Linked DNA regions of Gossypium hirsutum: region 2 is linked to region 1. Evidence: chromatin contacts called from public Hi-C data. All regions are on one chromosome and are shown on one strand. Each heading gives the region's core, a stretch centred on a gene start, on an enhancer-like site or on the middle of the called end of the contact. The rest is flanking DNA. Distances are from core to core; before and after follow the strand shown. Region 1 holds the start of LOC107954287 (pentatricopeptide repeat-containing protein At4g39530). Region 2 holds the start of LOC107954279 (polyadenylate-binding protein RBP47B').

Evidence for each region. Hi-C and Micro-C count contacts between places; a contact is called where the count stands out from the background.
Region 2: a contact with region 1 is called in a Hi-C map of leaf, with 1.9 times the contacts expected there. The contact joins the promoter of LOC107954279 here to the promoter of LOC107954287 in region 1. A contact is called at or near these places in 3 of 34 Hi-C or Micro-C datasets (anther and leaf).

Annotation. Positions count from the first base shown.
Region 1 is chrD07:19,483,446-19,489,624 of Gossypium_hirsutum_v2.1, forward strand. LOC107954287 (pentatricopeptide repeat-containing protein At4g39530) reads right to left here and starts at 4,434. Exons shown (of 1, transcript XM_016889802.2): 1 at 1,087-4,434. The coding sequence starts at 4,231. The coding sequence ends at 1,664. LOC107954288 (zinc finger CCCH domain-containing protein 56) reads left to right here. Exons shown (of 4, transcript XR_005915674.1): 3 at 259-412; 4 at 990-1,287.
Region 2 is chrD07:19,647,759-19,653,473 of Gossypium_hirsutum_v2.1, forward strand. LOC107954279 (polyadenylate-binding protein RBP47B') reads right to left here and starts at 3,997. Exons shown (of 8, transcript XM_016889786.2): 1 at 3,232-3,997; 2 at 1,897-2,383; 3 at 494-567; 4 at 292-422. The coding sequence starts at 3,366.

The DNA of each region.
Region 1 (6,179 bases), core at 3,184-5,683:
CCCTGCTCTTTTTTTTGTCTATAATAAGGGATTTTGTATTCTTTGTTAGAAAGATATATGATTATTGACCAATGAAAAGAGATAGGTATATATAACCTACTTTCCAGACGATAGTGCTTTATCCTTTTAAGGTACATGTAGAATTCGGATATGATGTCTACAGACACAATAATAACATCATTGCAGGGCAGGGATTTGATGATATTCATAGGACAACTTGCTTGTTAATAGCTTTCCTAACATTGTTTCATGTTTTAGGTTTTGTCTTCGTTTGAATGAAATGATCAGGTTCAACAAGAACTGCAAGATAAAAGGGTGAGATGCCCATGGTGAGTCTTGGAAGGAGATCAATCATCATTATTCTTTTGGGACCATTTTTTTTCTTGAGGAACTCCATTTTTACTTATGCCAGGTTCGAGTGCCCTTTGGTTTCTTTGTTTTTTCTATTTTCATCATATGCATTTGATTCAAACTCAAGACTTTACAAGACAAGTCTATTATATCTCTTCAAACAATAAACCAGTTGCAGTTAGCATTTTCAACATTTTGCTTATATCATTTTTATGAATTTCATGGTTCATTTTCATATCCTACTCCTTGAATAGGTTAATTGTAAGACGAATACTCATTAGACTATCTCTTCTTCAGTTCCTACTTTGCATTTTGATGATTTTTCCATTTTAGAGGGGTTAAAAGATTAATCAGAATTAGAGTTAAATTTGGCATAGAAACAATCAATAAACAGAGGAAATGGATGTCAAGTAGTCTCTCATTTACATTACAACCTGAAAATGATTGAAAATACAGAATGTTCATGAACAAACATGAAAACTACATAAAAAAATGGATTTTAAAAAAAAAATATCACGGTATATTAAAAATAACCTAATTATATTTTTATATCTATTTTTTATAGATTTAATTGTAGTTTTTAAATTTTATTAAAATTTATAACATATAGTTGGTGTTTTTTTTTTTTTGTTCAATAGGGTATGCTTCGAACAAAATTCAAGATGAAGAAGCTCGCAGCTGGATAGAAAATAGAGTTTCAGAAACAAACAGCCACAAAAGAAAGAATTCAAGACATCAAAAAAATGGTAAATATATACATGTTTCTACTGTTATGTACAATGAATAAGCAAGTTCATCATAGTATTTTTATATCCTAAGCAACTAGAGAAGCAATATAACAAGGACTAACATCAGGATTAAGGCCTTGTATTAGTAAGTGAATAGTTCCATTGTGTGGACATGAAACAATAACCTCTTCCTGCCAATTTCCATCTAGGATTTATGGACTTTCAGGATCTTGCAAGTACTTCATTTGATAGGATGCAAATTTGATATTAGCACTAGGTCAAAGTCTTTTTCTCAGTGATGGGTGTAATCAACTATTTATTTTACTTGGAAGTAGCCACGTTTGATGCCCGCATCCGATACATATCTATCTAGTCTTGAGAAAATCTAGATATTATCCGTATTGAAGCAAAACCTATTGTCCAACACAAACACAGAACCAGGTCATCATCCCCAAAAATATCAGCAACCAAAGCTCATGATCAACACCATGCTTTGTCCAATAGATGATAACATTGCACCTCTCATTTCTCTTAACGTGGTCATTTTAAGGCCAAATTTTACTAGTCATGAACTGTGCCGGGCTTTAGATGTACTCATCATCGTGCAATATCCAACGAAGATCAGGAACATATCCTATTTCCTTAATTGACTGCAACAAGGAATTCAAATTTGCATAGATTTTGTCTGCCATTGGGTGTGATCTATCTCCAGCAGCAAAAGAGTGAATCTGGCTTCTAACAACAATCCAACTGATTCCAGGAGGCTTTCTTAAGCCCTTAGCTCTGAGATGTCTTCTCATTTCGCTGACCTCTGGCCAAAGACCTGCAGCAGCATATACATTACAAAGCAAGACATAATTTCCCGGGTTCTTTGGATCCAATTCAACAACTTTTTCAAAAATGGCCTTGGCATCTTTAGTGTAACAATGATCTCTATAAGCACTAAGCAGAGATCTCCAGATTGAAGCATCTGGTTTGATGGGCATTGATTCAATGAACTCTCTAGCCTTGTCTAACCTGCCAGCACGACCAAGCAAATCAACTACACATCCATAGTGAGCAAGCTGAGGGGTGATGTTAAAATCATGAACCATTGAATCAAAAAGCTGCAATCCTTCCTCTATCATACCAGAATGGCTGCAAGCTGATAAAATAGATATGAAAGTTACTTCATTTGGTTGGAAACCATCCTCTAGCATTTGCGAGAAGGCAAGAATAGCATCATAACCATGACCGTGCATTCCGTAACCCGTTATGATAGCATTCCACGAGATAATATTTCTCCTTGTTAAGGTTTCAAAGATTTTTTCAGCATTTCTCATGCTTCCACACCTTGCATACATTGTTATAAAAGCATTTTGAAGAGACAAATTGCGACCTAAAGAGGATTCCCTCCGTATCATGTAAGAATGCAAACAACGACCCTGAGGCAAATGAGCAAGATGGGTGCATGACGAGAGGATATTTATTATTGTAACTGAGTTGGGCTCCACTTCAGAAACCATGCGGCTAAATACTAAAAAAGCTTCATGAGCTTGGTTATTTTTAACATAGGTGGAAATCAAAGCATTCCATGAGATCAAATCTCTACCGTGTGAACTCTCGAAGAGATTCATAGCTGTAGTTTCATCACCGCAGTTAATATACATATCTGTTAATGCGGTTTTCAGGGGTGCATTCACCTCTATCCCTTGCTTTATCACAAAACCATGGAGTGACCTCCCAATATTCAGACAAGTTTCATCTTTGCATGCAGCAAGGATTGAAATAATTGTATAAGAGTTAGGTTTAACATCAGATTCTCGCATTATACCAAAGGTTTCCCATGCCTCAATACCCAACTTGTTCCGAGCCAGAACTAGGATCAATGTGTTATACGAGATTACATCTACATTACTCATCTGACCAAAAACCTTTCTGACAGAATCCATACAATTTTGTTCAGCATACATATTTAAAATTGCATTCCCAATATTAATATCCATCCCCATCCCAGTCTTGCATGCATGTGCATGTAAGCTTCTACCTTTTCTTAAAGCATCAGCTGACTCAGCACATAAAGAAAGCATAAGAACAGTAGTTCTCTCATCCTCCTTGTTGCCTTCAGTTCGCATTTTAATAAACAAGCTAATGGCTTCCCCATGATAGCTGTAGTCAATATATGCAGATATCATAGAATTCCAAAGAGCAACATCACGTGTGGGAATACCATCAAATAGTTTACATGCTGACTTCAAACATCCAATCTCTGCATACATGTTAATCAATGCATTTACGATGAACAGGTCATTGCTATAACTGCACTTAATAGCCATTTGATGAATTTGATCACCTAATTCAAGAGATCCAAATTCTGCGGAGGCCTGAATAAGAGCCAACACTGTAACAGAATCAAATTCGACTCCATCCATGAGCATTTGCTCAAAAAGTCTCAAAGCTTTCGAGGATTCTCCAACATCAAAATACCCCATAATCATAGCATTCCAGCAAACTGTATTCCGAATGGCCATCAAATCAAACACAAGATGAGAAGCCCTCACATCAAAAAAACTCAGGTAAAAGCTAATCAAAGCAGTACCAACATGAGCATCCAAATCAAACAACCCATTCCTCAAACAATAACCATGAATCGCCTTTCCTAACCTCACTTCCGCAACCTTGTCACACACTAAAATCATCGCTACCAATGTACGAGAATTCGGCCTAAAACCCTCTCTTTGCATCGTCATCACCAAAAAAACCACCTCCTCAAATTCCTCACACCCCGCATACCCTGATATCATTGCGTTCCATGAGACCAAATCCCTCTCACTCATTTCATCGAACACCTTACGCGCGTCTTCAAGGAAACCACACTTACCGTAAAAGTCAATAAGGGCAGTCCCAACTCGAACATCCTCGATCAAGTTAGTGTCTCGAATACTCGAGTGTATTCTCTTGCCAGTTTCAATGGCATTGAGCTTCCGGCAGGCCTTTAAAACCAAAGGCAAAGAGGCCTTATCGGGTGTTAAACCCAGAGATTGCATATGGGTAAATGTAGAGAGAATTGTATGGTCATTTTTGAGCTTGGTTTGGTGTTTGATTATTGAATTCCAAGCCTTGTTGGTTTCATTCTTGGGAGTAAAATGGAGGGTTTGGAGGCTTATCAGCATCTCATTTATGATTTTTAGTTGGAGACAAGGGAAAAGGAAGAGAATTGGAGTCCAAGCAGAAGATAGACCTTGAAGGGAGGTTCAGTGATAAGCTATTCAGTTGTAAGCTTAGCAAAATGTTCTGTCAAAGTACAGTAGAGAAAAGTAGAGACAATAAAATTGCATTTTATCCATATACATAAAATTGCATTTTATCCATATACTTTTTTTTTCAGTAGTAATTTTTTCTGATAAAAAAATTATTCACTTCAACATTTAAAAAGTTAGTTTAGCTAGCGTAAAAATTAGATTGTTACGAATGGCATGTTAAGTGTCCTCATGTTGATATATAGTGGCCAATTTTTATTCATAGAAATAAATGGAAATTTTAATTAGAAGGACAAATTGTTATTTGATCTAACATACTTGAATTAAGTTGTTTATTTTTTGTGCAAAGGGGACAAAACATAATCTGACTCCTAATACAAGTGTTATAGGTCACGGATCAAAACCTGACGAGTGCACACCAAATGTCTCATGGAGGTAAATTGATTAAATAGGATTCATTGACCCATATGAACAGACTTGAATTCGTGAATTACATGAATAAATCTATTTACTTGAAGCTTTAGTGGCCCAGTTAAGCACTCTAGTAAAACTAGAGTTATCATGGTGAATATTTGTAATTCTAAGGGATAAGATTCTATCGTGTTTAAATCTTTTAGGACTCTTATATTGTAGATAGACTTGAATTCCAATCATCGATGCCTACTCCACTATCTTAGCATTTCACTACTAAGAATTTTCTCAAATTCACTAATTTGATAAACTTTGAAGACTAGGTTTAACTTTACAAACTTCATTAAGGTTTTTATCCCAACATTAAGATACAAACCTTTCTAAAAAAATACAAATGAGCAAATAAAGAAATAACTCTTACAATACCAGAATGTTTGTAAATTAAGCTCAATTACAAAGAGAAACATTTTAGCTGAATGAAAATAATGAAAGCTCACAAGTGTTTAAAGAAAATTGTTGAGAATTGTAAGCACAATGTTATTTTTTTATTGACCTTTAAGCTTGATAATTTCTCTTGTGTTGTAGGACCTTTGGAAGATGGTATTTATACCCTCTAATTAATATTTATCTGTCGTGGTTGTTGGAGATATGAATAGAGCCGTTGGGGATGAAATAACCATTGTATTTAATTCATCTGCAACTACAAGTATTGATACTAGCTAAAGAGGCGTATCGATATTTTTTGCATTTAATGTAAAATTTAGTGACTATTGGAGCTAAAGATATCGATTCCAGTGGACTTTTATCGATACCATATGAAAAAGTATCGACACTGGATCGATACTTAGTTGAATTAGTTGAGAAACAAAATGTCAATTTGGTACCGATTTTTAAGGAGGTATCGATATTTTTGAAACTATTTATACTTGGCCAAAATATATCAATATTTTTTGGTTTGAAGCTATTCTAACTTGTTTTAAAAACAGTTTAACTGATTAGGAAAATTTTAACTTGATTGAAATCATTTTAACTTGATTTAAAAGTTGATTTAAAAATTTTCTTAGAATTCAAAGTATAAGATTCAAAATTTTATCTCTCAAATTTCATTTAAATATCATTTTACTAATTTTGTTAAACTTTATTTTTTATTTTAAAATTATTTTAATTTATTATATCAAAACTTATTATTAAATAAAGTTTGATTTAACAGAAGGGAAAGGGAAATTAAAACTTAAAAGTTCATAAAATGGGATCGACCAAACTGAAAACGTATGCATATTTGGATTTGATAATAAATAGTAGGACTAAAGTTGAGCCCTAACTTGACAAGTGTTTATAAATGGGTTAAAACCATTAAATGTGGCTTAAGTGAACTTAATTGGATGAATATTTTAAAGAGCTCAATGTTAATAAAATTTTAAGATAACTTTATAGCTCACGTGTTATTTAA
Region 2 (5,715 bases), core at 2,747-5,246, 160 kb after region 1:
TACTGAAGTGATGAAGGTGTTCCTCCCAAGACTCTCTATCTATTAGACTGTTGTCAAATAAAGGTTGAAGAGCATTCATAAATCCAAATGACATGACCAAGAACTCAAAATGACCATGGTGCATGTGAAAGGCAATCTTTTCAATATCTGTTTGGTTCATTCTGATAAAAAGATCATGAAGTAAAATATATAGCTCATAATTGATTACCTCACATCCCGTTACCCCCTAAAAGAAACAAGTAGAAAACAACTTCTAGAAATCAGAGTAATCATGGTTTGACTTGATTTTACCTGGTTGCAAACTGTACAAAACCACATCCTTTGGCTGCAGGAATCTTGACATAAACAATCTCTCCTAATGGTGAAAAGAATTGCTTCAACTCCTCTTCTGTAACATTTGGATCCAAGTTGCCAACAAAAATCTTCATAAAATAGGATAGTAAGTCAAAGAGAAGAGATAATTTCTAAAATAACTTGAGTATACCTCACTTACTGTGGTATTAGTATTATCGTTATCTGGTGGGAGCACCTGCACAGGAGTTGTATAAGCTGGAACTGGATATACAGCTGCATAAAAACCATGGTTAAGTGTATTTTACATCATGTGCCTAATATCCAATACAGCTAAAGTATCAAAGACCAATGTACATAAAGATATTGGCACAAATACTCAATTCCTTAGCCCACCCACCCCAAACAAGCATACATGGTGATATTCATCATGTTCACATCTCAACTAAACTAACAAAAAAGGTAAAATAATTCAATAAATCTAAATTGCCATGAAAAGAAAGAATTGTAGCATGACTTGTTTTATTCATAAACATATTTGGGATATATATTACATATATAGTTGGATAGTAATATTTTGAAAGTAGCAAAAAAAGGACATGATCTTCAAAGCATATAAAATATATTTATTTCATTGATTATTAAGGGCATACCAAAAACATCTAGATCAAAATATGGCATTCAAATTCAGTTCTATGTTAGTGGAAGCTACCAAAAGGAGTGGCAATGCCGTACACAACATGGAAAAGACTCATAGGACAGCAAACACAGATGGGGAGAATTAACAAGATCTATATAGATATAGCTTCATGGATCCATACATCTCAATTAGTAAAGAGTCAGTTGAAAAGAATTGGAATTGAATATTTTTCGAAACAAAAAAAAAAAGGCAAAGAAAGATGAAACATACATCACGGATCAACTAAGCCAGCTTGGGAACTTGCTTAAGAACAAAAAAGTGGAATCTCATGTAAATATCGTGGAATAAGATTTGATTCATGGATTCATACATCTCAATCAGAAAAAAAGCAATTGATCGATATATTTTTCAAAACAAACAAGTAGGCAATGAAAGATGAAACATAAATCATGGATCAACTAGCCCTGCTTGAGGACATGCTTAAGAATAAAAAAGTGGAATTGCATGTAAATACCATGGAATAAGGTTCAATCTTGTTCACAAGGATTATACAAATATTATGTTTCAAAAATGGAAAGTTTGAAATAATTGGAACTTTTTGGAGATTGGATGCAATTAAAATTCATGATTTGACTTGTACAATATGATACCTTCATTATTGATTCTACAAGAACTTTCATGAAAGCCTTTCATTTGTCACTCTTTAATGGAAGGTTCACCAAACCACCAAAAAAAGTAAAAATAAAATAAAAATCAGTAGTAAATTTATCAAGTGGTGCCTCTTTTTCACCATGCATGATGAACCTTTCTATTCAAAATGGCACTAATGCTAGCACCATAAATGTGAGGACAACCCTGTGATGGAAATGGACAACACAGAAGGATAACATGATTTTGGAAGCAAGTAAGAAAGTAAATAAATCTGGAAATGGTTTTTCTCAAACAAATTTAAGGAAAAGACTGACCTTTTGCAACCGCATATTGCTGCTGAAAACCAGCAGTGGTCTTCTTTGGTGTTGCTGCACTAATTCGCATAGCTCTAGTTGAGCAATAGACACCGTTCATCTCAGTCATAGCACGATTTCTCTCCATCTCATCAGCAAATTTAACAAACCCATAACCCTTTGAGCGTCCAGTATTTGGATCAGTCACAACCTTGGCACCTCTAACAGATGGATAGTGAGCTCGAAAGGTTTCTTGCAATAGATAATCTGTAACATCGGGTGCCAAATCCCCAACAAAAATAGAATGCTCCAGCCCTGGATCAGTACGTCTTTCTCCAATGCCAAATGATGCCCAATTTAACCTAAACATTTGATCAGTTCCAGGCATTGTTGTACCATTGTAAGTCTGCAGTATCCTTTCAGCTGCTTGATGAGAAACAAACTCCACAAACCCATATCCCTCAGGCTGGCCAGTGATCTTGTTGCGAATAATTTTTATGGAGACTAGCTGCAGAGAATGGAAATAATAGTTCATCTCAAATCCAGCATCTACTAAAAGACCTCAATGATCGAGTTAAAAGAAGGCAACAAATACAGTATGAAACTTTGTCAAATGATAACATCTGATGCTACTTGACCTTTAACTTTAACCAAATTATTGCGAGCTTCTGTAACCAATGCTCAAAAAGTTCCAGAGTTTCCACAAGTTTTATAATTGCTTACATCAACAATGGGTATGTATAAAAAGGGAGGTTTAAGCAACATGACAAGATAAAATAAAGGATAGAACATCCTATCTTCTAATCAATATCAATTCAACAAGCCTGATCCACCGAGTACTGCTTAGATTCTTAACCAAACACTTTCTTTGTGCTCATCCAAAATACTGGTGCAGAAAGCAAGTCAGGTTGATTAAGCTATAGGTTATTACAAACCTCTATTGGCCCCTAGGTTTTGCAGTAGCAGCCAAATTGCTTTCACACACTAAAATCATTATTCAGTTATCACATTGCTTTGAAAAAAAAAAAGGAAAAAAACCCCTGTCGTCGAGTGCGATGTGCAATTAAAATAATTTCAAGTTATAATTTGAGGCATAAACGGTAACTTTTAGCTTCTTGATTTGACGAGTAACTTTACAATAATTTGATAGAATTGTTATCGAACTCGATTCTTGATCCAATAATATATCAATTTATGGTTTTCCTCTAAAACAAAAGAATGTTAAGAAGATAAGAAAACTTCATATAAGATTCAAAATTGTAGAAAAAGATTCAAAAAAACCAACAGAACAAAACCCAGACTGATCTAGACATAGAGAAAGATTACGAATATATAAGAAGGGAGAGAATGGGGAACCTCGCCGGTGTGAGCAAAGCAAGAGTTGAGGTAAGACTCGTCGACCCAAAACTGGAGGTCTCCTATCCAAAGCGTACGGACTTCCTCTAGCGATGTCGGATGGTGGTGGTGTTGTGTAGCTGTTATCGTCGCCATACTTCTGCTTCAATATTTTTTCATTTTATTTTTATAAGACTAACAAAAATTCTGGGGTGAAAGTAGCATGGAGGTACAAGGAGGAGGAGGATTGCACTTCAAAAATTAAAAATATTGGTAAACTGGTATTCCTCATAAAATTCGGTTAAATACTTCTATTAGAATGTTAATGTGGATAAAAGTGCTTTATTATTACTATAAGTAAGAATGCAAATTAATGTTGGACATGGACGAGAAACAGAGGACATAATTGGTGCTTGAGACAATCAAATATTTGTTTATTTAGGCTTACTGGTATAATTTGGTAAATCAAAATCTGCTACATTTAGTTTCAGTAAGGATGGAATTTAGAGGAAGATCCAAGGGTAGAAGGGTTCTAGTGGGATGACACAGGATGAAACCGATTGTGCATTCCAAAGGCAAGCGGAGTGATCTCCCAACTTTTAATCACTTTTTACTAGCTAAGTAGGTATATCGTATTTTGGTTGGTATTCAGATTGATGTTTCATGTTATTTTGGCAGTGATCTTATGTTTGTGGTGCCTTTGATTTTTTTTAACCAACTTAATACCAGCTTCTTGTAGGGAGATTGTTGTGAATTTGCTTCGCATGGCTATATGGAATCTTTTAGAATTGTACTCATTTTTTGGAAGATTTGATCCATCCTAAATTAATTTTACCATGCAAATGATATGGTGCAAGGATTTTCTTCTTCTGGAATTAATTTTGGTGTTGTTTCCACTTCAACTAGGTGGTACAAACCTTAGTCGAGTATGGTCAAATTAAACTTTGGTGTGTGCATTGATCGGTTAAATGAGAAAGCTGGGTTTGGGGCTGTCCTACATGGCGATGTAGGGGACTTTTTAGCAGTCAAGACTTGCTCAATTCTTAGCATTTCTGGAGGCTAAATTCATTCTTCTAGGTGTGCAATGGTTAAGAGAGTTACACAGGTTCTAAAGGTTGATCATATAGTATGCTTGGAACTTTTGATTTCATATATTAATTCTCTTAGTTTTGAGTTTGAATTTGTTAAGTTTAATCATATTTTGGTATCAAAAAATCAACTCGTTCATTATATTTTTTTGAGTGATGAGAATATTTCTACTTGGTGGCATAATCCACTAATTTGGATACATAACTGGATTTGTAATGATAATTTATTTAATGAATGATGAACAAACTGCACTCTTCTCCCGGTCATTGATTTAACGAGTCATTTTTTACTAAAAAAATTTTTTTATATATAAAAGAAAAAAGATTTTGTATAGAACAGTAATCCCACATCCATTTGAATATATTAATGTAATTGTAATTATTTTATATAATTTTAAAGAAATTAATCAATTGAGATTAAATCCACCTCATATAAATTTGAATAAATAATTTTGAAAAAATTTTAAATCATAACTCAGAGTTGACATGATAGTGAGCACATTAATAATGGGATAAAATTAGAGATGATGATTTGATTGAGTAAAAAAAATTGAATCTAGTGAGAAAAGTTTGTTATTATTATATTTTATTTATTATGATATAGTATTAAAATGCAAAAAGAAAAGAAAAGTAAAAAATTCTATATCTATAGTATTTGGACTTGAAATATTATATTGAAAATATTATAATAAATATATATGTAAATGTTTTATTATAAAATTGTGTACTAACAAATAAATTAATTTATGTAAAAAATTATAATTAATAGTAACAAAAAGAAATTTATTATAGAAAATAATAATAATAATAGGATTAATCTAAAAAAGAGTCTAATAAATTTTAATATACCTATAATAATTAAGTTATGTTTAAAGTAAATTATCTAATATAATTTAAAAAGCAGCGAGTAAAAAAAAATAATTTACTCAAAGTGAAAATAAATGCTTAAAATGAGGAGTGACATGTGTAAAAAAAAGCACTAATGTGAACACACTTGCTTATTTTGAATCTTGTAATATATGATAAATTTGTATATCCGTACCATGCACGGGCTAATAATATTTGTTGATGTAATTATTTTTAAAAAGAAACAGAAAAAAGTAATATACATTTAATCTTAAAATAACAAATTGATAATACATATTAATATTATATAAAATATAGGTTTTATTATGAAGTTTGGATTATTATACTAAAATGATTACAATAAATAGAGATGTCAATTGTTAAAATAATTCGAAAAAAGTTACTTTGAAATATAATATTAAAAAGATTACAGTAAATAGATATGACAATATTTTATTATTAAATTTTGTACTAACAAGAAAATTAATTTATGAAAAATAATTATAAATAATAGTAAACAAAAGCATTTTATTATAAAAAATAATAACAGTAAGATTAATTTTAAAAGAGT